2 separate regions of the Danio rerio genome follow, and region 2 is linked to region 1. A link is a contact called in public Micro-C data. All regions are on one chromosome and are shown on one strand. Each heading gives the region's core, a stretch centred on a gene start, on an enhancer-like site or on the middle of the called end of the contact. The rest is flanking DNA. Distances are from core to core; before and after follow the strand shown.

Evidence for each region. A called contact is a pair of places that touch in the nucleus more often than the background predicts.
Region 2: a Micro-C map of caudal fin shows a contact between it and region 1, with 3 times the contacts expected there. The contact joins two enhancer-like sites. A contact is called at or near these places in 2 of 18 Hi-C or Micro-C datasets (caudal fin and an unstated tissue).

The regions. Positions count from the first base shown.
Region 1 is chr9:47,776,730-47,782,508 of GRCz12tu, forward strand. hdac4 (histone deacetylase 4) reads right to left here. Exons shown (of 25, transcript NM_001039358.2): 12 at 932-1,118; 13 at 1-70. Among named protein-coding and RNA genes, the nearest start is that of hdac4, 100 kb to the right of the region's middle. Within about 2 kb of position 1,347, at least 2 of the 62 cell types and tissues checked have an H3K27ac peak or open chromatin away from gene starts, as enhancers often do. A contact at or near this core is called in caudal fin, where this site is marked.
Region 2 is chr9:47,928,271-47,934,544 of GRCz12tu, forward strand. It overlaps a transcript of hdac4 not described here. Among named protein-coding and RNA genes, the nearest start is that of hdac4, 48 kb to the left of the region's middle. Within about 2 kb of position 2,746, at least 23 of the 62 cell types and tissues checked have an H3K27ac peak or open chromatin away from gene starts, as enhancers often do. A contact at or near this core is called in caudal fin, where this site is marked.

The DNA of each region.
Region 1 (5,779 bases), core at 97-2,596:
TGCTCCGGGTGGATGTTACTGTTTCCACACATGCACTGGTGTTTCTGCATCAGTGTGTCGTACACCAGACCTGTACAAAGACAAATACACACTTTTAAGTCAGCATGAAGTCAAAGTTTTTGTTTTTCTATCTATATGACTGTTTTTTTTTTGTCCATGGTCACATATGACAGCAATACAACTGAGCATTTAATCCAGAAACTCTGACAAAACTCATTTCTGTTTGCAGAGCTGCGTTTAAAAAAATCTAAATCAAAATACCATTTCTTAAGAAAAGGATACAGGTTTAGAACATTTATTCATTCCTTTACCTTCGGCTTAGTCCCTTAATTCATCAAGGGTCACCACAGCAGAATGAAACGCCAAGATATCCAGCATATGTTTTACACAGTGGATGCCCTTCCAGCTGCAACCCAGCACTGGGAAACACCCATACACTCTCACATTCTCACACACACACCTCACGGCCAATTTACCAGCGACCTTCTTGCAGTGAGATGACAGTGCCAACCACTGAGACACCATGCTGCCCAGGTTTGTAACATAGTGAACTAATAATTTAGTTTTCATTTTGGGGTGGACTGTCGCTTTAAACTGACAATAAAGTAAATGTATAACCTAGTATTCCTATATAGGTAAATATACCTGTTATATGCCTATAATTATACCTAATTTCATCCAAAATATATTTCAAACGAGGTCACCATGTGGACAGAACAAATAAATTTCTTTAAAAAAAAAAAAAATATATATATATATATATATATATATATATATATATATATATATAATTAAAATAAAAAACAAAAATGTAAAATAAATAAATAAATAAACTAAATAAATAAATAAATAAACTACCAATATGACTGGTTTTGTGGTTTAGGGTCACATATGAAAGCAGTGCAACAGAGCATCTTATCTAATGACTGACCGGTAGTAAAGCGTGGTTTGGCCGGAGGTTCCTGCACCACGATGGGAAATGTGGCAGAGGCCGGGGATGATTGTGCTCTGGAAAGAGGCCGATGGACTGGAAAAGACACGGACAGTCCGGCCGCCTCCATGGACGCCTGATAGTTCCTCAGCTGGTGAATTCTCTGCTGCTCCAATAGGAGAGCTTGCTGCTCAGAGAGAGAGAGAGAGAGAGAGAGAGAGAGAGAGAGAGACAGAGAGAGAAAGTCAAAAACAGACATTATTACCTTTCAGTAAATTTAAGTTTGGAGGAAGACTTGTGGAAATGAACAGCTAAATCTTTAAAACAATGTTTCCTTCTTAATAAAGAGGAACAGGTTTTTATCTATCATGCAGTTACATATATAACCAGCAGATGGCACTCAATGCATTGCAAAACACTAGAAAGGACAACACAGTAGTCAACATTCAAAGTGAATCAAAAATGTTTTTTCAGGATTGCCCTAGGACAAGAACGGATGCTGTTCAATAGTTTTTGGATAACTTTGATGAAAGCTACTGATCCACTTCTAATGTTGACTACTGTATTTATAGAAAATGCTTCACATTTCAACAAATCATGGACAAAAGCTTCACTTGTTATGCTTTTAGACTAGATTTAGACTATTTAAAACATAAGAAATTGTGGCTTTTAAGACAAATTTTAATGATTTTTTCAATCAATTTTGAACAATTTGAACTCATTTCTAATAACTTATTTCTTTTGTTTTTGCCATAGTGGCACTACATTATATTTAATTACTAATTTTGCAATATACTTAAAGGACTTCGGGTTTGTTCTGTACACCACAAAAAAATAATAATAATAAAAAAATAAATTCACTGTTGCTTGTTCAAACTACCTGTTTAAAATGAGCTGAAACAACACCACTCTTGTAATTTCTTTAGCCAATATATTTGTTTTATGTTTAGTCCACTTAAATTTGTAAACCATTAAGCTAACTTAAGCGTTTTGTGTAAGGACAACAATAAGGAGCTGTGATGGTCCAACTACCTTGTTAGGGGATTTGCAGTTCCAAGCATGCTTTTCTCTCTTTTGAAAGAGAGAGAAATTATGAAAATAAAAGTAATCTTAGGTGTTTAAAGTTAATAGAAAAACTTATTGGGAGTTTAACCTTCATTTTAGTTTAAAGATCTTTTTTTTTCAAGTAATGCTTTTAGTTTTGACATTGCCACCTTGCAGAAGCAAGTGTTGGCAGCTTTATTAGTAAAAAGGCAGCTTGTTGCTTTGCTCAGTGAGCAATAACTGTCCTAAAATTAGTTCTGAGATCAGTATCAATGGGTATATGAAACCCATGAAATATGCTTAAATGTCTCTTAGTTCATTTAGGATAACTTCAAAAAAGACTAAAAGACTTTGATATATGTTACATTAATAGGCATACAAGGTATTATCAGACCTTTGAGTTAGTTAAATACAAACACAAATGTATTTAAACTTTTATTTGATAAAATCATGTTGGACCAACTCAATTGCATTTAATTGTGTAAATAGTTGTTTTGTAGTTGGTGCTAAACAAATGTATTGGGTGGAAATCCTGCCCTCAATTAAATTCAGTTTATCCAATAAGTTATTTTTTTGAGTGCAGCCAATCAAAAAACAAGTTTCTTAAGGGGCTAATAATATTTACCTTTAACAATTTTATAGTTTTTACTTATTTATTAAAAACTGCTTTTATTCCAGTAAAACTTAAATAAATGAGACTTTCTCCAGAATAATATATATATATTTTGTTTGTTTGTTTGTTTGATATCACAATTACACTGGACAACCAAGTGTTTTAGCAGACTTTCTAATTCTCAACACCTGTCCACAGAAGGCTCAACAAAATTTAAATAAAATAGATACATACAGTTGAAGTCAAAATTATTAGCCCCCTCGAATTATTAGCCCCATTTATTTGTTCCCCCAAATTCTGTTTAATGGAGAGAAGATTTTTTTTCAACACATTTCTAAACATAATAGTTTTAATAACTCATCTCTAATAACAGATTTATATTATCTTTGCCATGATGACAGTAAATAATATTTTACTAGATATTTTTCAAGACTTTTTCTATACAGCTTAAAGAGACATTTAAAGCTTAACTAGGTTAACTAGGCAGGTTAGGGTAATCAGTATAACGATAGTTCGTCTGTAGATTATCGAGAAAAAATATATAGCTTAAAGGGGCTTAAAATGTTTTTTTTTTTTTTTTTTTTTTTTAACTGCTTTTATTCTAGTGGAAATAAAACAAATAAGACTTTCTCCAGAAGAAAAAAATTATATCAGACATACTGTGAAATATTTCTTGCTCTGTTAAACATTAATTGGGAAATAATAAAAAAAAAAATAATAATAATAATAAAAATCAAATGGGGGGAGGGGGTTATGAAATCATAATTCTGATTTCAACTGTATACACAACATTATAATTCTTTACATACAGTTACTAAAAAGCAAAAGCAAAGGCGGCATGATCAGACAAAATAATAGTCAACTATTTGTGCAAACACTGCTGTTTTGCTTTTAACCACTTTTTAAGAACACTAATAAAAATATGTTTACTACTTTCTAATTTTAGGCTAACAGATAAATCAATCCACAATTTGGTTCCCTTAACAGAGAAGACAGATTGACCAAAAGAGGTCTTACACTTTGGAACAAGACAGTTACCAATAGCCGTTGCCCGTGTGACTGTAAGAGGTTTGATGCCCACTGATTAGATCAGAAACCACCATTGGAAAATAATTATTTAAACATTTAAAAACCAATTTAAGATCATTTAATTTAACTAAACTATAAAGGTTATGTTTACATAAAACATCACAATGATGCTATCACATAGACTTTAAGTCCATAATTGTAATTGCTTGTTTATATATATCAAGTTAATAGGCTTCAATGTAGTTAAAGAAGCTTGTGACCACGATGCAATAAGTTAGGGAATATAATTTTGTGCATGTTTAATTTTGCAGTTTGATATGTTAAAAATCTTCTAAAAAAAATTAAAACAGTTTAGACTTGGCTGAACAGTCTTACATATATTTTTAACATGACTATCACATTTTAAATTAATGTCTAGAGTTATGCAGAGACACTTAAATTCATTCACTTTTTCAATAACTTTATTTTAATCAGCACCTAAAAGTGGCTTTTGGTGATGCAGTTAGTAGAAAGATTAAATAATTACATCTGGGTTAAATTATTTAAATTCATCAAGAAATATGCATTACATTTTTGGGTTTTGTAAGAATTTAAAATGTTTTTTTGATAGAAGTCTCCAATAATTACCAAGGCCATGCTCTGATGCATTTAATGCATATGTTGCTAAACCTCTGTTCAAAACAAATTGACACAACTTTCCCACATTAAACATTTTAATGTAAATTCCTATTTTAATATCTATTTTAAACAACAAGACATGATGTAATGGTGTCCTGGTATAGCTGGTCTAAAGCCTCAGGAAGGACGTTCACATAAACACAGCCTGTTAATTGGCAGAGAGCTGCAGTTTTGGACAGCACTTTATACAGCTGATGAATATTTCAGTTTGATTGCAGGAACATGCAGTGGGTTTCAAACCCCTGCTGCCCATTAAGAAGAAAAAGAGCTGGACTTAAATGATCTCGTCAAGCACAAGTGCCCACCTCCTGTTCACTTTAAAAAGCAGCGATTAAACGTTAAGCACACCGACTTTACAGGAGCTGCACAAACAAAATCACATTGAGCTTTCATGCTAATAAAAGACTGCATTTATTCACCTATTCTTTTAGGGCTCTGATGAAATTGGCATGTTAAGCCACGGTCACACTAGAGTTTGAGCATGAGAAATTATAAGTAATTATTAAGGCGGGATTAAACAAGATGATTAAACTATTAAAAAAGCAAGCAATTGCTCCATATTTTAAATTTCTGTTTAAAGAGGTCATTTTTTGATCTTCGATTGGTATCATGCAGTCACGTGGTGCGATTTCACAGGTCAGAGTTCACCAAGCTTGAACTTTGCAACACATTGAACTGTGAAACTTGTCGCAAGAGCTTGAGTTTCCGGTCAGCTGTGTTTCCATGCATTTGAATGGAAGTCTACAGGGTGAAAAGTCCAGTGTGACCACAGCTTCACTGTTTGCAGAGCTGCGTTTAGCTTTGATCCACAATAATATTAGTTATTTTGTATTGTATATTGTCAGCTTTAAAAAGAGCAAACCTGTCTCCTTTTATAGATAAAATTAGATAATATTTTTGATAAAAGTTAATAAACAGTTTTGAGCACATTGAGTTTTTTCTTTGTCTATTTAATAAAAGCCAAACGAGAATTTGAAACCTCTTAAATATACCTCCTTGTAGTTTTAGAAAGCCATACAAGTTTGAAATAACATGAAGTTAATGTCTATAAAATAATAACAGAAAATATTAAAAAGAAATCTTATTAAAAACATACAATTCTGCCTAATATAATAATTTACAAAAAAAAACATACAAAATGATAAAATATGGCTAATTTCAGCCAAAATATATTTCAAATGAAGTTACAATGTAAACAAGGCATGAAGTGAATGCCTATAAAATAAAATAAAATAAAATAAAGAAAAAAAAAACATAAATTATGGCTAAAATAGCATAAATTACAATTTTTTAAATTATATATATAAAAATATACAATATATTAAAATAATATAGCAAATTATAAACCACAATATATTTCAAAACGTATTTCAGAGTTTGAAGTTTAAATTTACATAAAGTTAATTACTATAATAGTCAAAATGTAAATAAAACCAAATAATAAAAAAGTACATTTTTTACTAATATATTTATATTATATTAAT
Region 2 (6,274 bases), core at 1,496-3,995, 150 kb after region 1:
TGCACTGTGGCAACCTCTGATAAATCAGACACTAAGCAAAAGGAAAATTAATTAAAAAACTATAGTATGCTAGAACGAACAAGCAATAGAGCAAACGACAGAACAAACAATCAACAAAATCAATAAATGATGCATCAAAAGAATGAACGACAGATATAATGAACAAATGATAGAATGACAATCAACATACATCGCATTGTTATCATAGCCACTTTAAAATATAGTCATTATTATTTTTATACCTTTAAAATTGTCGTTTTCACACTTCTCTTCCCATGAACATGTCAGTCTAGCTTTCGGCATGCTGAATTACAACTTGTGTATAACAAACTCCACCTCAACTGTGTCAAAGAAGCCAATCAGAGCATCTTATTCCATGACCTGCTTGATGAACTTTGACCCTTGACCTTGCTGACAATTTTGAATAGAGCCATATGCACACACACGCATAAGCACACGCCCACACACACACACACACACGCATGCTGACAGTCCTACCAGGAGGAATGTGGTTGACTCCAGATGGCTTGAGAAGTTCCAGTGGCTGTTCTTTACTAGGAAGTCCATCTGTGGGACAGAGAGAGAAAGAGAAATGATTCCAACTGAGAAATGCAGTGTAGCGCTGAGGATCAGGGAAGCATAAGTCATCAGGATATTGTATTACAGCTCTGCACACAAATTACATATGCAACATATGGACATTTGCCAGAGAAGAGGGAAGAGATGGCAAGCGATTGTGAGGCATTAATGTTCAGTCACGATAGACAGATAGAACGATAGATTTAATAACAGACAGATAGATAGAAAGAACAATAGATGGACGGATGGATGGATGGATGGAAGGATGGATGGATAGATAGATAGATAAAAACAATATAAAAAACGATGGACAGACAGAATGATAGAAAGATGGATGGATGGAAAAATTAAAAACTATAGAAAGAATGATAGACAGATATAAAGAATGATGTATGGATAAATATAAACAAAACAAAGAACAATAGACAGAAAACGATAGAAAGATGGATGGATGGAAAAAATAAAAATGATAGAAGAACAATAGACAAAAAGAAAAAACACTGAATGGATGGACGGATGGATGGATGGATGGATGGATGGATGGATGGATGGATGGATGGAAGGATAAAAAACGATAGAAAGAATGAAAAAATATGGATGGATTGATGGATGGATTGATAGATGGATGGATGGATGGAAAAATAAAAAAATTACAGAAAGACAGATAGATGGAAAAAATGAAAGACAGATAGAAAGATGGATGGATGGATGGATGGATGGATGGATGGATGGATGGATGGATGGATGGATGGATGGATGGATGGATGGATGGACAAATAGATAGACAGAACGATACAAAAGAAATAAAAAAATGAAACAAACAACAGGCAGATAGACAGAAACAACTGATAATAGAAACAAATCGATAATATTAGTAGAACAAACAAACAACCAACATACAGAATGTGTCACAATTACCAGCGATCGTATTTCATAAGATCGCTGGATTGCACTAACAATAACCATGGACTACAAATCTACCATTTATGGACTACATTTTCATACATGCACTCCAGTCACACTCACATATGCTTCCTCATCTAGACTGATTACTCGCACCACCTGAGGATCGTCAGAGACTGTTTGCACACACTATTTAAGCTACACACTCACCTATTCACTTTGCCGAGTCTTGTTTACTGTAAGTAGCACTACAACGCGTTTCCTAGTCCTGTTATCCTGTGTACCGACCTTAGCCTTGTTAGCCTCCTTGTCTTTGTCTGCCGCCTGCCTTTTGACCTTTCGCCTGTTACTGATTCTGGATGGCCTTCACATACCCATTTGCACATGTATTGAACATTGCTTGCCTGACAACGAATAAACCTGCACGTGGATCCAAACCTCAGTTGTATGTGTCACTCCCCGCGGTTACAGATAGACAGAGAACATTAGTAATAGCAAGAAGAACAGATATGATAGTGAGAACGAATGATGTATTGATGAAAATGGTAGATGAAACAAATGAACTACAGACAGAGAGACAGCCAGAAAGCAAGATAAACCAAAAAATGTTGAACTTCTATATTAACTTTTGTGTTGTTTCATATTAACAATATGCAAAACAATGTCACAACATTCAATAAAAGCTATCTTTTTCATGTTAAAATGACTTTTTTTGTCCTGACCATCTGCGACAACGATGCTCAAAAATTTAATTTTCTTTCTATTTACGCAACATCACAACAGCATAAACTACAATGACAATGATCACCTCAGGTACCGATTAAGGGCTTTATTAAACATGAGATTAAATACCGTTTTACATGACATTTATTGTCATAGTACTGAAAGCAGCAGCAGATCATCACCTCAGATCTTGAAAATAAAACAACATTATAACAAATAACTGACTCATCAGTCACTCAGTAGCCTATATTCAGTATTTCATCAGCCGAAGATTCAACACTGAGGCATAAAACCTACTCAATGTAAACAGTACGTCTTTCTCTTGTTGCCGCATTTGTATTTACATCCTTTAAAACCTGTTATCAAACTGGAAAAGAAAATCCTCAGTGCACATGAAATGAACACGCAACAGATCTCCTAAAGCAGGATTTGTAATTATGTGGAAAGGCAAAACAACATCAGTAGGCATGATAACACTGGGAGAAGCAGCTATAAATAGACTGGATCTCTAAAAGAGGAAGGGAAAGAGAGAGCGAGAGAGAGAAAACGCTCACTGCAGGATACATGAGAGCATTAGCATTCAAACTCACACACACACACACAAACACACACACACAGACCATAAAAGCTGCTCAGCTCATAACAACACTCAAACAAAGAGGAAAGTGTGCATGAGGGAATCTTTCACAACCTGCTAAGAACAAATAAAACATTTTTTTCTGCCCCTTTAGAGATTATATTGAAGCCAATTAAGCATATTATTCTCAAAATCTCATAACTGTAATGCGAAAAATATATCTATATTGCATTATAAGTATTATTACATCACCGTAATGGAAGTTGTGTATTTGTCTGAATTATGGCCAAATTAGACTAGATTAAAACAAGATTCTCTCTTTTTCCACAATTCAACAGTCTTTAGTTGCCATGAACATATTTATTCAACAGTTCTGTTTGTACCTCAATTCTGATTGGCTGATAGCCGTGAGGCATTTTACAATAACAGCACTCAGGCTATTCACCCTTGTGTATTACTTTGCCCAATCTATGGTGTTGCAAGCATACCGAGGACTACAGTTAGACAAATATTGCAGCTGTTAGACAACATAATGTACTTTTTTAGGTGAAAATGGAGTTATTTAGATTGCAACTATGCAGTTTATTTATATGGTTAGTGCCTATTTTAACTATATCATTTTAAAGATTCACCACATTGGCGGATAATCAATTCATTATAAAAAACAAGTAAATGACGTTCTAAGGGTGCTTTCACACCTGTGAATCGATTCCGTTGTTCCGAAACAGAGATTAAAATTGTTACATTGTTGCTCTTTGCTCTTGGAGCGGTTCGCTTTCACACTGCAAAGTTTCTAATCGGACCAAAAGAGCTAAAACAAGTCACGTGCAAGTAAACTCTCCTCACACTGGTCAGAGTTTCAGGGTTTATTTTGCAGTGTCCCGCTAAGCTGTCAGGAGAGGTGGTGGTTTGGTGGTGATTGACAGGGTGCGCGCGTGACGTGTCTGAGGAGAGACACGGTGGGGAGGGGTGAGAAGGGTGCGCGACAATGGCTATTTGAGGACTGGGAGAGAGACGCGAGATTACCGGGAGATCATCACTCGTTTGCGGGCATCCGGAGACTCGCGAAACTTCCCGCCCTACTCATAATTCTCTCTTCATATAGGCGTAAGCCTATTACATATCCATAAAACACTGTGATATAACTGCGCTCGGATTGGATCGCTTTCTCACTGCAATCGAACCGCTCCAGGGTTCGTTTCAATCGAGCCTAGACCACCTCATTTAAGTGATCTCGGAGCGATTACTTTGGCGCGGAAAAGAGCGCGATTGCCCTGTTCACATATGCCAATCGAACCGCGCTGACTGGGCAAACGAGATACGTTCCGAAACAAAAGTGTAGGTGTGAAAGCACCCTAAGTCAGGGGTCTCCAATCTCGTTCTTGGAGGTCTGGTGCCCTGCAGAGTTTAGTTTCAACTTGCCTCAACACACTTGCCTGGGTGTTTCAAGTGTACCTAGTAAGACCGTGATTAGCTCATTCAGGTGTTTTTGATTAGGGTTGGAGCTAAAATCTGCAGGACAACGGACCTCCAGGAACCAGTTTGGTGACTCCTGTTCTAAGTCGATCTCTCTCTCTTTTGTATTTTGTAGCGCTCTCTTTATACCATAGTACTCTGGTAGTGTTTGTTTTGGTGTTTTCAGGGTTAATTATTGTGATCTTCCAATTGCATCAGAAAACTACTGGAAAATCTCTGTAGACTGATAGCATTTCATGCCGTTCAGCCTTATAATCTTAAAATGTGAGCAAAATCAACTGTTTTGTCATCACTTTAGACCAGTGGTTCTCAAACTGAGGTACGCAGTCTTCCTTCTAGTGGTACGCAGAGGAATGAAATATGTAATGTACATGCTACACACATTTAAAAATTGTATCAAATTTTATCATTGATGTATATAATATGCCATATATGACATATAGCCTATATTTCCAAGGTAATCTGCCACGTTTTTTAAACTGTGCAGAGCTGTAGCTGCGTTACTGGGCCTACTACGCTATTGTATTTCAATACTGCTGATTTTGGTGGTACTTGGACAGACTTTTTTTTTTTTCTGAGGTGGTACTTGATGAAAAAAGTTTGAGAACCACTGCTTTAGACATTGGGCTAGAGAATCATTCATATACTAGCTCTAAAGTGATATTGGTGAATTAGTAAGTTTCTGTTGTTCTGACCATCAGCTGCAGATATGAATGAGTGGTGGAAGAAAGCAGTTCTTTGAGACTCTCCATGTTTGATTTTCTTTTTTATACACATGATTATGCTGCCAAACTGTTGTATGAATGCAATGTCATACTTGTGGTAGTGAGATATGGCTGTATATTGTCACTGGTGGGAAACTAGTGGAAGACTAGGATTTCATTTATTCAATTGTAATATATGCTGATAAATAAAAAAAAAGAAAAAAAAATAAGATGCTAAAAACAAAACAAATAAAACATAAATAAAACATTTTAAAAGCAAATAAGCATGACAATATTTTACAAATATATATATATATATATATATATATATATATATATATATATATATATATATATATATATATATATACAGTATATACTTTAATTGTATTAAATACTACTACTGCCACTAATGACGATAATGACAACAATGATGATAATAATATGATTATTATTAATAATATGAATAATAATGCTGAACTGGAATGAGAATACTGTAATAAACCAATAAACAATAACATATTAACTTTATATAGATAAAACCTGTTATAAAAATATAAAAATCAATGAATAGTTTACAGCACAACGATAATGATACTACTACTAATAATAATATTAATAATAACGATAATAGTACTACTACTACTACTACTACAACTATTAATAATAATAATAATAATAATAATAATAATAATAATAATAATAATAATAATAATAATGATAACGATACTACTACTAATAATAAAAACAATAATAATAATAATAATAACAACGATGATACTACTACTACTTCTAATAATAATAATAATAATAATAATAATAACTGTTGTTGTTATTATTATTATTACAAATTAAAATGACGAAATTTATAAAATAAATAAAATAACATTAAAATAAATACAATTAAATGCAAATTATTCATTAAAATAAATAAATAAAAAACTATTAATAATGTGGAAAAAAATAGCCCCATGTTTCCGGCAGGTTTCCTGACATTATTCTGCATTCTTGTCAGTTGTAATGAGTTTGTGTGTATGGCAGCACCGGGAGCAGCCATTAATCTAACAGTAATGAGCTTCAGATGCACTTCACACCACTGAGTTTCCTGACATACTGACCTCAATGTGTCTCACACCTACACACTGAAGACACTGAATCACAGCCTGACAGAGAGAGAGAGAGAGAGAGAGAGAGAGAGAGAGAGAGAGAGAGAGAGAGAGGGAGAGAGGGAGAGAGAGAGAGGCAGAAGAATTCTAAAACTTCTCAGCATTTCATTCATCAGACAAGAGTCAGAAAGTGTCCGGCGGCTGCG